Linked DNA regions of Triticum aestivum: region 2 is linked to region 1. A link is a contact called in public Hi-C data. All regions are on one chromosome and are shown on one strand. The core of a region is the stretch at or near the end of the contact, and the rest is flanking DNA. Distances in the headings are between cores, read along the strand shown.

Region 1 (6,387 bases), core at 3,869-6,368:
GCCGGCATTGCCGCCAGTTCGTCTCGTCTCCGGTAGCCATAGGGCCATGGGGGCGCGGTGGATCCTGGCCCTTGCTGGTGGGAGGGCTCCGCTTTTAGTTATTTCTTTGGGTTTTGTTAGGATTTGTGTGCTGCTCAGTAAGGCGAAACGGCAGTGGCTCCCTGAAGATGGAATAAGGTTCTCCCTGCCTAGCTCCTGTCCTGGTGGTGCACCTAGCAGTCAGTGGGCATGTGGAGGTGTGTCTTTGACAGATCTATCTTTAGTGGATTTGCTCGGACCTGGTTGTTGTTCGTCTACATTGTTTTCAGGTTGGATCCTTCCGATCTACGCCACTCTTTATTGACGGCGATTGCTGTTCTGGTGCGCTGGTCTTATGGGGCCTTAGCACGATGACTTCCTAACTGTCTACCATGACAAGTTTTGCCTGACTCCGGCGAGGAGGGGTTATGACAGCGACACGCTTTCAACTCGCTTCAGTGCTTGTAGTCGTCGTTATGTGGTTTACGTATATGAATGTAATTTTTATTATTTTTTGTGTTCGTCGTACTGTCATAATTAGAAATGAATAGATCAGGAGTTATCTCGCAAAAAAGTCAAACATTTGAAGCTCGAGTATTAATAATGGGAAGCGGTGACCTACGAAACTATGAGAGAGAGAGGTACACATATACCTGGCCATGGGATACCCGGCCCGGCCGACCCGACCTGGCCTGGTGTTGCCCATGGGCCAGGCTCGAGCCTGAGTTCTAAGCCTGAAGCACACATCGGGCCAATCCTGGGCTTGGCTTTTTCGTGTTTAAGGGAAGGGGGCTCGGCCCGAGGCCCAAGGCCTGGCAGGCTTTATCATTACCGGGTCAGGCTTGGGCCTAAAAACTAGGCCCAATGGCCAGGCTGGGTCATGCTCGGGCCTAGATTTTCTTCCTCGGGCTTTGTTAGGCCCGGCCCGAAGCCCAGCAAATGGCCAGTTATAGGTACACATGTTGCGACAACATGTTCTAAATTTCTTTTTTACAATGATTGGTATTGGGGAGCTCCTATACGGCGCTGCAGGCGCCCGTTTGCGCTCCTGGCGCCTGCAGCGTCCGATGCCGGGCCGGCCCACGAAACGTACAGTCCAGCGACCGCACAGTCTACGCTAAAAAAGCATCTAAAAAACGTGGTTCTCTTTGAATCGAACTCGCGACCTCGCAGCCATGTTGGAGTTTAGCTAACCGGTACACCTCATGGCCGCTAGTGATTCACTTCAACGCGACTTTCTTTAAGAACCACCGTAGCAGCGCTACTTATCTCGCTTAGTTCTTTGAATTATTTGAAAACATTGATAAAAACGTGAATGTACGGAAAAAATATTTAAAAATTGGATAGTTGAAGAACTTGCATAAAAAAGTTGGCCAATGTAAAAAAGGTTCATGTATTCAAATAAGTTCACGAATTCAAAAACAAAAGTTCATGAAATGGAAATAAAGTGCACAAATTTTGTAAAAAAAAGTTCAGAACAATGAAGACGAGCATGAGTTTCAAAAAAGTTAACAGATTTGAAAAAAGTTCATCGAATTTGAAAAAAAGTTTATCGAATTTTAAAAAAGTTCATCTGATTTGAAAATTCTTCATCAAATTTAAAAACAGTTCAGCGAATTTGAAAAAAAGTTCACTGGATTTGGAAAAAGTTCATCAACTTTTGAAAAAAGTTCACCAGATTTAAAAATAGTTCATCGAATTTGAAAATTCTTAATCAAATTTGCATAAATTTCATCGAATTTGAAAAAAAGTTCATCGGGTTTGATAAAAAATCATCAAATTAGAAAATAGTTCTTCGAATTAGAAAAAAAGTCAAAATTGAAAAAGAGTTCATCGAATTTGTAAAAAAATCATCATTTGTTAAAATAGTTCACTAAAAATAGAAAAAAGTTCATTGATTTTGAAAACAAAAACACCATCGATTTGAAAAAGGTTCTCGCATTTAAGAAAAGAGAAAAAGGAAAAAAATTGATGAGGGGATAAACCAGGAAGAAGAAGAAAGAAAAAACAAAAAACGAAAATGAAAAAAAAGGAAAATGAGAAAAAGAAAAAAAGAAAAAAGAGGAAGGCAAGGAATGAAAGATGTAAAAAGTTGAAGTTTATCGGATCCCGCTTGCTGGCGCGGTGGTTGTGCAAACAAATCTGTTCCAGGGAGGTCTCTGGTTTGATTCTCAATGAGCGCACCAATTTTTTGCGTACGATGAGAATACATTGTAATGGGCCGGCCCAGCGCGGGGTGCTGCAGGCGCCCGTTTGTAAATTTGCCAATAACGGGCGCCTGCAGCGCTAAATAGGAAATGCCTTGGTATTGAACCACCAAAATATATATTAACCTCGTTAGAGCATCTCTAATAGACGGTCCAAATGTAAAAATATCTAACTTTTGGACCGTCTGAGGCAAAAAACGCTGCTCCAACAGACGGTCCATATGTAAAAATATTTGGACCGCGGCCTCCTCGTGATGTAAAATACAACACCTCGCGGTACAAATTTACATCACGAGATGCATCTGGTCCAAACTCGGCGACCGCCCACCAACGCCCAACCGCCACTTCATTTCATTTCACAGCCGCGCATGTCCGCCCGCCCGAACACCAGTCGGCCGGAATCCGTCGCCGCCACCGCCCAAATCCCCGCCGCCACCGCCCCAAATCGCCGCGCCGCCCTCCGCCGCCCTCGCCCCCGTCGCCTCCCTCGCCGGAAGCCGTCTCGCAGCCGCCCGGGCGCCGCCGAATCGGGAGGCAGCCATGGTGGGATTCGGCGCCTCCGGCGGTCTGGCTGCCCATGTAGGCCTCCGCCGGGTCCTTAGGCCACCGCCTCCCGGCCCCGCCGCCGCCCCGCACTGTCCAGCCGAGCTGCCGTCGTTGCTGCCCCGTGCAGCGTGCCTGTGCCGTTGCTCGTGGTGTTCGCCTCGGCCGCTGCCCGCCTCTGTTGCTGCTGGCCGGCAAAGGAGCACGTATAGGGGAGCTCGGGCTCCGGCCATGGCGACCACGAACGAGCACGGGAGCGGTGGCAAACGACACCGATCGAAGGGGAAAAATAGAGGGATTGGGAGAGGAGCTCATCACGGGGAGGATGACGTGCTCGGGGAGGTCGGGGAGAGCTTGATGGCGATGGATTTGACGAAGGCGGCCGACGTCCCGAGGTTGAAGAAGACGATCAAGGCGATTTTACATCTTCATTTTGGACCATCTGTTGGAGTTGCTCTTTTGGACCATCAATTTGGACTATCTGTTAGAGTTGAGCTTTTTTCGGAGCTCCAAAACGCACTTTTTGACGGTCCAAATTTTACATCTTCGGTTTTAGACCGCCAAATTTTGAACCATCTATTGGAGATGCTCTTACGACGCACGGCTATTACCTAGTACTACAAATTACAGCTTTGTTCTATCTCTAACTACGTCGCGTGCACATTCATTCTCTGGATTCCTGGTCGTTCCTTCTTCCAAGCACCACCTGAAGGAAGCCGGCGACAGCGGCCCCGATGATGAACCACGTCACACCGGCCAAGACGACCTGAAGCTCGGAGCTATTCACGACTCCCAGAGCGGCCGCACCGCCGATGTGGTCCTCGATCACGCCCCCGGCCATCTCCTCCCTGTTGTACCCGGCGATCCCCGCCGCGACGATCGCCATCAGCAGCGGCACCGTCAGGTCGATCCTCACCCTCCTCTCGGCCGGTCTCTCGCCACCGGACGCTCTTCGCACCCGTCTCCGCGGCGGCGCGGCGCTCTGGGCCTCCGGCGACGGAAACGAGGCCGTGGACGGCAGGTTCCGCTGCGGGGTCCAGTACTCGTCGCGCTGGCGGGCGTATACCGCCGACGCCGTCGCGCCCTCCGCCTTGCGTCGCGCGGCTGCTTCCTTGAGCCTCTCCGTGACGGGGTCAGCCACTTCTTTAGAAGGCGGCGGTGACGATGGCGGTGGCAGCAGGCGGAGAGGGGCAGGGACGGCGGCGGTGGCGGCGCCGGCCGGGGCTCTGAACGGCCGCCAGTACCACCAGTTGGACATGGACATGATGGTCTGAACCGCCGAGCTCCTCGACTGCCACGTCGCCTCCGACTCCTGCGTTCACCATTCACCATTGATGTGATGTGATTAGCTGAGCAGAGCATGTTCACGAGGCAGCTGGGTTGGATGAAATTAGTACTACCTCGGATTGCCTGGTGGCGGACTTGTTCTCCATCTTCTCGAACCTGGCCTTGAACTTGGCGACCTCGGCGAAGATGTCGGGCGAGCCGGCGGCGTTGGCCTCGGAGACGCGGACCCTGCGGCGCGGCAGCTTGGACATGAGGAACTCGAGCGCCGCCAGGTCCGACCGTTCCACATACGAGATGCAGTCGACGGGGCAGGTCTGGACGGCGTCGGCGATGCGGTCCTCGGGGTCGGCCCACTGGGCGACGACGCGGGCGCGGCCGTGCACGGACTCGATGGCGAAGGTTTGGCCGGCGTGGAGCGCGCACTTGAGGCAGCCGACGCAGGCCACCTCGTCGACGAACACGGCGCGCGTCTCGGCGTCCCCGCCGCGCCACGACGAGTAGAGCGGGCGGCCCGTGTAGCCCTGGAACTCGGACCGGCGCGCGTGCTCCCGGTCGTAGGCCCGGCGCTGCGCCGGGTCGGAGAGCAGCGCGTACACCTCGTTGAGCACCACGGCCATGTCGTGGGAGGAGGGGCCGGCCGAGGCGTCTCCGTTGCCGGCGGCGACGTCCGGGTGGCAGCGCTTCTGCAGCGCCCGGTAGGCGGCCTTGATGTCGGCCTGCGGCGACGAGGGCTCCACCCCCAGCAGCTCGTACAGGTCGTAGTCCGTCGCCCACGACGACCCCGCGCGCCCGCCGCCGCTAGAGCTGGACGACGAGGAGGAGGAGGCGGCGGCTTGGCATCTGAGGCGGTGGCGGGAGGGCCTGAAGCTGGAGCACGGCCTGGGGTTGGCGAGGGGGGCGGCGGTGTTGAGGAGAAGCCCGGGCATGGCTGCTCCCCTCTGCTTTGCTTGATTGGCTTTGCTCCTCTGCCTCCCGAATGGTGGGAGAAGCTTGAGCGACTCGATCACGACACGTCGTGCTTGTGAGCGAGATTTTTCCTCGCCGCTCCTTTGGAGCCTTTTGCTTTGCCTTTTACCGGTGTGCCCACGTACGGCGGCTGGGCACTGATATTTTGGACAAGCTTCGGTAGGCGCCAGAAATAAGGTACTCCATACTTACTACGCCCTGAATTACTTGTTTCGAAAATAGACGTATCTATAATTAAAATACGTCTAAATACATCCATTTCTGTAACAATTAATTCTGAACGGAGGAAGTACTAGTAGGGATTTTCTTCTGTAAACAAATTGAAACAAACATGAGGTGGTGACTGCTCCGTGATTTCATCGGTAAGAAAACGAGGTATCCGGTACTTGGTTGGAAGGAAAAAAATCAAACGCTTTCAGCAGCTAGATTTTTCTTTCAGGAAACTTTTGATCTATTTCAACCAGCGACAACCGCAAGCATTGAAAGAAGTAGAAGTTCATCATCGTCCATCTCTCAACGGAGCCAGGACATATTATTGTAGTAGACAATTAAAAAGTCATGTCATTGATGAAAAGAAGTAAGATTAAAAGGATTAAAACTCACTAGTAGAAAAGGGGGCTTTGGTCCAGGTCGGGTCAGCCCATTAGTCCCGGTTCAGTCCAGAACCGGGACCCATGGGGCATTGGACCCGGTTCATGAGCCCAGGGGGCCGGCCGGGCCACGTGAGCCATTGGTCCCGGTTCGTCTGGATTTTTGGTCCCGGTTGGTGGGACGAACCGGGACCAATGAACCTGGCTCCTGGCCCACCATCATTGGTCCCGATTGGTGGCTTGAACCGGGACAACAGGCTGCCCTTTAGTCCCGGTTCGTGCCACGAACCGGGACCATTGAGGCGCCTATATATACCCCTCGCCCGCGAGCAGAGCACTCCAGTGCTCTGTTTCTCTCTGGCCGGGGAGGGGAGGGCTTTGTGGTGCTCTAGCTCACCTCCTATGCACATGAGGTGTTCGATGAAATGCCCAAGCCACACTAGTTAAGCTTTCTCCTCTCGAAGCACGACCTCCGAACTCTATTTTTCCCGAGATTTGTCTAGGTTTATATTAGCGGCCCGTCACGCCCCGTCCCCGTCTTCACTGTCGTCGATCGCCCGCGCCGATCTCGTCGACGGCACCACCGTGGTGAGCCTCTTGTTCTTATCTTCTTTCTGAAAGAAAAAAATTCTTTCTTTAGAGATATATACTTGTCTAATTTTCTTACTATTTTATTGCTTGTTATTATATAGTGCGATGGTTTTGGTATCCGCCCCCGTCGGCCCTCGTCCTGTCTATGATTCGGATGTGGTATATATTATCTTTATAACTATTGC
Region 2 (6,296 bases), core at 2,391-4,890, 39 kb after region 1:
ATAGCAACAAAGTAAAAGAAGGGCTCTTCGCAGAGGGAAGCAAAGATTAACACGTGTCAGAGCTCAAGCGGCAAAACAAAGATAAATTATTTTGAGAGGTGTACATTTCAGTCAATGGTTTAACGACAGATAATCTCGTCATCTTACAGGCTAAACATGTGCGAGAGCGGTTCCCATGCTTAACACTCCCCCTCAACGTCCTCTTGCCACAAATCATGGCTAGCCGAATTCATGGGTGCCTGCCAGCATACCCTAGGGAGGAGTGCTTTCTATTTGTTTAATTGGTTCGGGACTGAGCATCCCATTGACCAACTATTTTGCCATTTTAAACAAGTAGATGTCATACTTGTTGAGAGGAACAAAATTTAGCATACAAGATAACTCTCTCCCCTACTGCTCCATGAGCTTTACGGGCACACAAACCAGATGCTTAGTTGAAGGTTTTGAGATGACACATGCAAATTTACTTGGAATGGTAGAGAAGTGCCATATATAGGTAGATATATTGGACTCTTTATATAGTTGATTTAAAAGAATTGGATGCACAAGAAGCATTCCGCTTAGTATAGCCGAAGGCTAGCAATAGACAGGGAATCGACCAACTAGAGAGCGACAACGGTCATAATCATGCATTTTGAATAATCAACATTAAATAATAGCATGAGGAGGATATAGACATGCTAAACTTAAATTTCATCGAGGCGAGATTGGATTTGAATCAGTTACATGCATGAACATGTACCAGGCAGGCCACTTGAATTCTTCAGAGGAGGATACCACTCTAACATACTACATTATGACCAATTTAACTCATGTTGACATTCAAGATAACATATTATGCACACCTAGCTAATTAAGACCGGCATAAGAAAACACAACCACTACTCATCATCATACACAAGTTTATCCTTAATGTGCTATAACCTCTGTTGGAAAAGGCAATCCCTAGGAGGCGCTTACGCATGCTTAGTCGCTAGGCGATGGCCAAATGCCTCGCCTAGGACATAAGCAGTAGTCTAGGCAGTACAAGCTTGGAATTGTTCATTCCAACAGAAAATCATGCCATATTGCATTGACGGGTGAAATGGGCCATATTCCAACTGATATAGTTTACTCATTTACATATTAAAAGAATTCATTCCTTCGAACATATAATTCACAAAATATGCCCTGGTAGTCAAAACTGCATAACTGTCTAGGCCACACTTACGGCCAACCGTCTCATTTACGCCTAGCGTTTTTTTCAACCTTGGCTATAACTAAATCACTAGGACAAATGTTTGTACAACAATAAAAACAAGTTGAGTTCATACCAACTTTCTTTACCACGATCACTTCACCAAATTATCGTCATTATTGCCTTTCACTTACATGATCAAATGATGTGGAAAATAAATAACATAGTGCAAGTGTCGCTGTGGACTAAGCTGAAGTCCGCAAATAACTGTACGCAAAGGAGAAGACACATATATAATTTTGGATCTTATTAGTTCAGATAAAGCACATAAGAGCCAACTGGAATTCTTTTTGTTATCTTCTCCTTTTTAAACAAGACTCAATAAGAGACAAAGAAAAAGAAACAAAGAAGAAGAATCAAAAGAAGCAAATAAAAGAAACGAAAGAGAAGTGAGAGAAAGTCTTTTTAGTCATTTCAAAATATTTTCTAGAGCAAAAGAAGAATTCAGAGAAACACAAAAAAAAATTTGAAGTCTTTGGTTTTTCCTAAGAACGCTCCCTAAATGTTAGTACTCCCTCCGATCCATAATACTTGTCGCTGGTTTAGTCCAAAGTTAGTAAAAAAAATGTAATATGGATCCTTTTTCATGACAACACAACAAATGTAATATTAACAACACAACTTTGTACTAAACCAGCGACAGTAATATGGATCGGTGGGAGTATAATATTATTTGTTATACAAATGTAATGTGTGTTATTAAAAATTACACTTACACTATGCTAAATTAAATTTTATTTCGAGAATAAACATTATGCTACTTTACTCCTTTTTTGTGACAAAAAATGTAATACAAAAAAGGCATGGCTTATTGAATCAATGTTTTACAGCTACATAAATTGCATATTGTATATGTATGTATTTGTGTGTGCTTTTTTAATATCCCTAAATATCTTGGTAAGATCTCTAAATGGTATGATCTAATAGATATATTCATAGCGTTTTGTAATCTTTGATTAGGTAAAGTAAATGTGTAGAAACTTCTAGAGTATAAATTGAACCGTTGACATAATTATTTACTTGTTTTTCATGGTCAAACGTGACTTACAGGAAGGCGTTAAGAGACCCTCCTGGCCCAACCCTAGACATTCTAAGATCCTTTGTCAAACCTTCTCTACTTACACGGTTCGGTGATAAACCGACAATGGTTGTTGGTGAAACTGGTGATCTAGATGACCCAACAATCCTAACAATATATTATTCATACAAGTCGGAGACGTGCATGTGTCCCAAAGTTCGCACTATTGGGGAGTGGTAATCTCAGTTGGAGAGGTGCAAAAGCCAAAGCTCCCAAGCACCACCAAGTGGCTCATCCTTTTCTTCCTTTTGAGCCACTGCACGGATGAGTCTCAAATCACTTGCGGTTGATCTTGAAGGCGGCAACCAGGCCTTTACAAACTTCCTGGAGCACACCACACGCAAGGAAGCACCCGTGCATGACTCCTACCGCCTAGGAGTCCTGAGTATCAAAGAGTGACAGATTTGGTGATGAACAACTATGGGGATCACAAATTGGTTTGGTCAAAGTGTAGATCGGGTGATTCTCTTTCAATCCTCAAAGTTTGGTGGAGTTTGCGTGGAGGAATCAAGCTTTTAGGATTTGGCAACGGTGGAGAAAACTCAAGAAGAAGATTAGGGTTGGAGGAATAAGAAGGGTCTAGTTGTTGCCCACCAGCACACCTCGAGGACCTGAGCTAAAGGGTTGACATGCGGTTCCCCCAAAGGAAACTCTTAACCCCGGGGACCCAGGGGTCAGGGATCCTAGGACCCAGCCTATACAAAAAGGAAAACCTCCGCTCCGGGATCAGAGATTCCAAGGACTTTCTTAAAATTTGTGCAATCTCCTCGACGCTTTTTATAGTTTAGTTTTCCTACGACTCAAATAAATCAAAAGACATTTGAGCCTTCAGAAAATTGACTTTTTTTTCCGTCTGCGCGCGCCCTCCTCCGCTAGAGCGCGACGACGAGGAGGAACTGCCGGTGGTGCTGGAGGAGGCAGCAGCTCGGCATATGAGGCGCTGGCTGCTCTGCTTCGCTTGATTGGATTTGCTACTCTGCCTCTGCCCCCCGACTGGTGGGAGAAGCTTCAGCGACTCGATCACCAAACGTCGTTCTGGTGAGCAAGATTTTTTCTCGCTGCTCCTTGGAGCTTTTTTTGCTTTGCCTTTTTACCCCTGTGCCCACGCACGTACGGCGGCAGGGCACTGATATTTTGGACCAGCGAGCGTGGCTTGGCGCCAGAAATAAGGTACTAGGACTTTTCTGTAGCCAAATTGAAATAAACCCGAGGGGGTGACAGATTCATGATTCCGTCAGCAAGAAAGCGAAGTTTCCATGAGTTAGTTGGAAGTTGAAATCAAACGCTTTCAGCAGCTAGACGACGAACGAGTCTGAAGAAAACCGGAAGATGTTAGGCACCTCGCATCCGTATTTCGGGCAGCCCTGGGTATGAAGAGTTGAACTATTGGTGTGACGAAAAGGACTTTGCAGCAATTCTAAACTAACCTAAAAATGCGCTGTGGCTCATATTTACACATGCTCATATTTACAAACGCTCGTCGAGCAAAGAATGCGAGATCCGAACAACATCGAGCAGGTGCACCTCGGTGTCTTCATGGCCTGAATATCTTCATCATTTTGGACACCTGGGTCCGGCAAAACGGGCATCGCGACACCGAGCTCGAGCACCTGTTGCACAGGACGTGGCCACACGGTACAATGGTCATGTTGACCTCGTTGTTCAGGCAGACGCGGCACGACCATGCCGCCTTGGCAATGTCGGCTTCTTTCACCGCCGACTCGGCTTTCTCCTACAGTAGTAGTGTAAACAACTTTCAGTGTCATATAGGCAAGCATGTTTTCAGAAGAAGCGCTTTAAGTTAGAATTCAGAAGAGTGGTGATTCTGCAATGCTAACTAGGTAGCTATGCAATGCAACTACGAAGTGGTTTCCCTAGGACATTACATTGTGCAACTAACTACGCAATTTCTCCGGTCAGTGCGTCGAAACCCCTATGTAAACATCTACAGAAGTACAGATCCTGGTGAAAATCGCCTAAAAGACATGATATATGAGCACGCAGCATGTGTCTTAGTCGACAAGTGACTGACCGATACTACCAATAGGAACTGCTTTTAAGACAACATAAAAGACATAGAAGTGACAAACCTGCTCCACCAAGAGAGCCACTTGAGATTCTTTAAGCTGGTCTTGCAAGGAAAGAGTAGTCTCTAGCAGTGTTTCCTTCTCAGCATCCATCCTTACCCCTGCAGCTGAAAGCATATCATGGACTGCTTGAACCAGCTCCGTGGAAGATACTTTGCCGTATTCAAGCCCAGCAGCCTGTTAAACAGTAAAACTATTTTATGGCAAACAATCCAGATTCCAAAGAGTAGAGACTGCACCCCAAAAAAAATTGAAAACTAACCGTATTGTCTGTGCTTTCAGTTCTAGAGCTGACGGACGAGTGGCCCGGTTGTCCAACTTCTGCCACTCTACCAACATCCGGTAGGGAAGGAGCAGGAGAGAGGTCAGCCGTTGAAACACTCTTAAACGAGTAAACCTGACTGGAGAGTAGCATGCGAGTCTCGCCGGGGGCTGTCTCCACCGGAAACCTGTAAAGTGCTTGGCCGGCTGATGGCCTTACGTCTTCAGGAACCCTACCATACCTGAGCTTTTCCCCCTCTTTTCCTGTCTTCCATGCCACAATCTCTCCGCTGTAGAATGGTCTCAACGGAAGGAATTGGACCTGGCGAGCATCTTGTGACAATAACTCTCCTCCCAGGGAACAGTCGTACCTTCCTTCGCGTTTCGAAACTCCAACGTCAGTGCCAAGATGGAGTATTTGAAGCACTTCTTTCTCTGAACCATCCGGGCATGCAAATACCGAAGCGATTGGCAAGATTACTGGTGCCCCTAATCTGTGACTGACGACAATTGCAATAACATCATGTACTGTCAAAAAACTCGGGGGCTCTGCAATTAGAATATGACCCATGGATTTATCAGCAAAATAAATGCTTCGGTGCTTTCTGTTGCTTGACCACTCAGGAAGAGAAGGATGCTGAGCTGTTCTCGTAACATCTTGGAGATTGGGAAGCAACAGGAAGCGAGTATGGACATGTTTAACAAACTGCAGATTCTGTGATATATCCTTCAGTATACTTTCTATTTGCACTATACTGAGGGCTTCAAAAGAAGGGAAATGATTGGTTATACCGATCATCACAATCCTTAATGCAGCATGCAAAGATTTACTGAGCAGTTTCTCTTTTATTCTATCCAGAGTAACTGAGCAAATGTTGTCCAGAACCTCAAGCTCTTCTTTCCCATCAAGTTCCTGACAAGGCAAAATTTAAGTTAACTTGAAATAGAAACCACTTAAGATTGCTTGCGCAAAATCATTTATTTGGCAAAGAAATGTCAGATCACGTTAGAGAAGTATACCTCTACAATGACATCGGAGAGTCTTTTTATGCCCAAGGCCTTGCAAATGTTCTGAGGAAGATCTGGGTGAGCAAATCTTATCCTGGATGTATTTATATTACTCAGGAAATGAGAACCATATGGGTCAATATACACACATGATGTAGCTGAGACAAGCCTGCAGCCATCATCTGGTATTACAGAATCAAAAAGCCCTTCTGATCCGTCTGAGATAGGCTGGTTGACTCCTGAACACATGTAGTCCAAGATTTCCATCACTGCGCGGAGTTCGTTTGGGTTCAGGCGTTGGTAACCACATGCTTTTTGGATATCTAAAAGGAGCTCCTTTGCATAAGAGTTTGTAAGGCTTTCCTGCATCCCAATTTCTCTAAGAATGGCAACAAATGGAAGATACAGACTTGGAAGTTCAAAAGCAAAAGGTGACATGTTGATAGTCAGACGAGCAAAAAGTGATTTCGCTTCTATTAAGCGAGTACCATTTGCAACTGGTATAAATGCCAGTTCCATCAATTCTGTTTTTCCTGAAAAGAAAATCAAGCAATAAAAACAATCAGTTTAAAGTAATAGCGGATCTCTTTTCAAAAAGCAACAAAAACCCACCGCACCTTCCCTT

Evidence for each region. Hi-C and Micro-C count contacts between places; a contact is called where the count stands out from the background.
Region 2: a Hi-C map of leaf shows a contact between it and region 1, with 2.9 times the contacts expected there. The contact joins the enhancer-like site here to the promoter of LOC123055182 in region 1. A contact is called at or near these places in 2 of 5 Hi-C or Micro-C datasets (both in leaf).

Annotation. Positions count from the first base shown.
Region 1 is chr2D:633,595,598-633,601,984 of IWGSC CS RefSeq v2.1, forward strand. It overlaps LOC123055182 (chaperone protein dnaJ C76, chloroplastic), which reads right to left and starts at 5,119. Exons shown (of 2, transcript XM_044479151.1): 1 at 4,169-5,119; 2 at 3,240-4,080. The coding sequence starts at 4,981. The coding sequence ends at 3,433.
Region 2 is chr2D:633,636,306-633,642,601 of IWGSC CS RefSeq v2.1, forward strand. LOC123055183 (sacsin) reads right to left here. Exons shown (of 13, transcript XM_044479152.1): 10 at 5,684-6,204; 11 at 4,665-5,576; 12 at 4,406-4,579; 13 at 3,629-4,047. The coding sequence ends at 3,850. Among protein-coding and RNA genes, the nearest start is that of LOC123055183, 20 kb to the right of the region's middle. Within about 2 kb of position 3,641, at least 1 of the 8 cell types and tissues checked has an H3K27ac peak or open chromatin away from gene starts, as enhancers often do. A contact at or near this core is called in leaf, where this site is marked.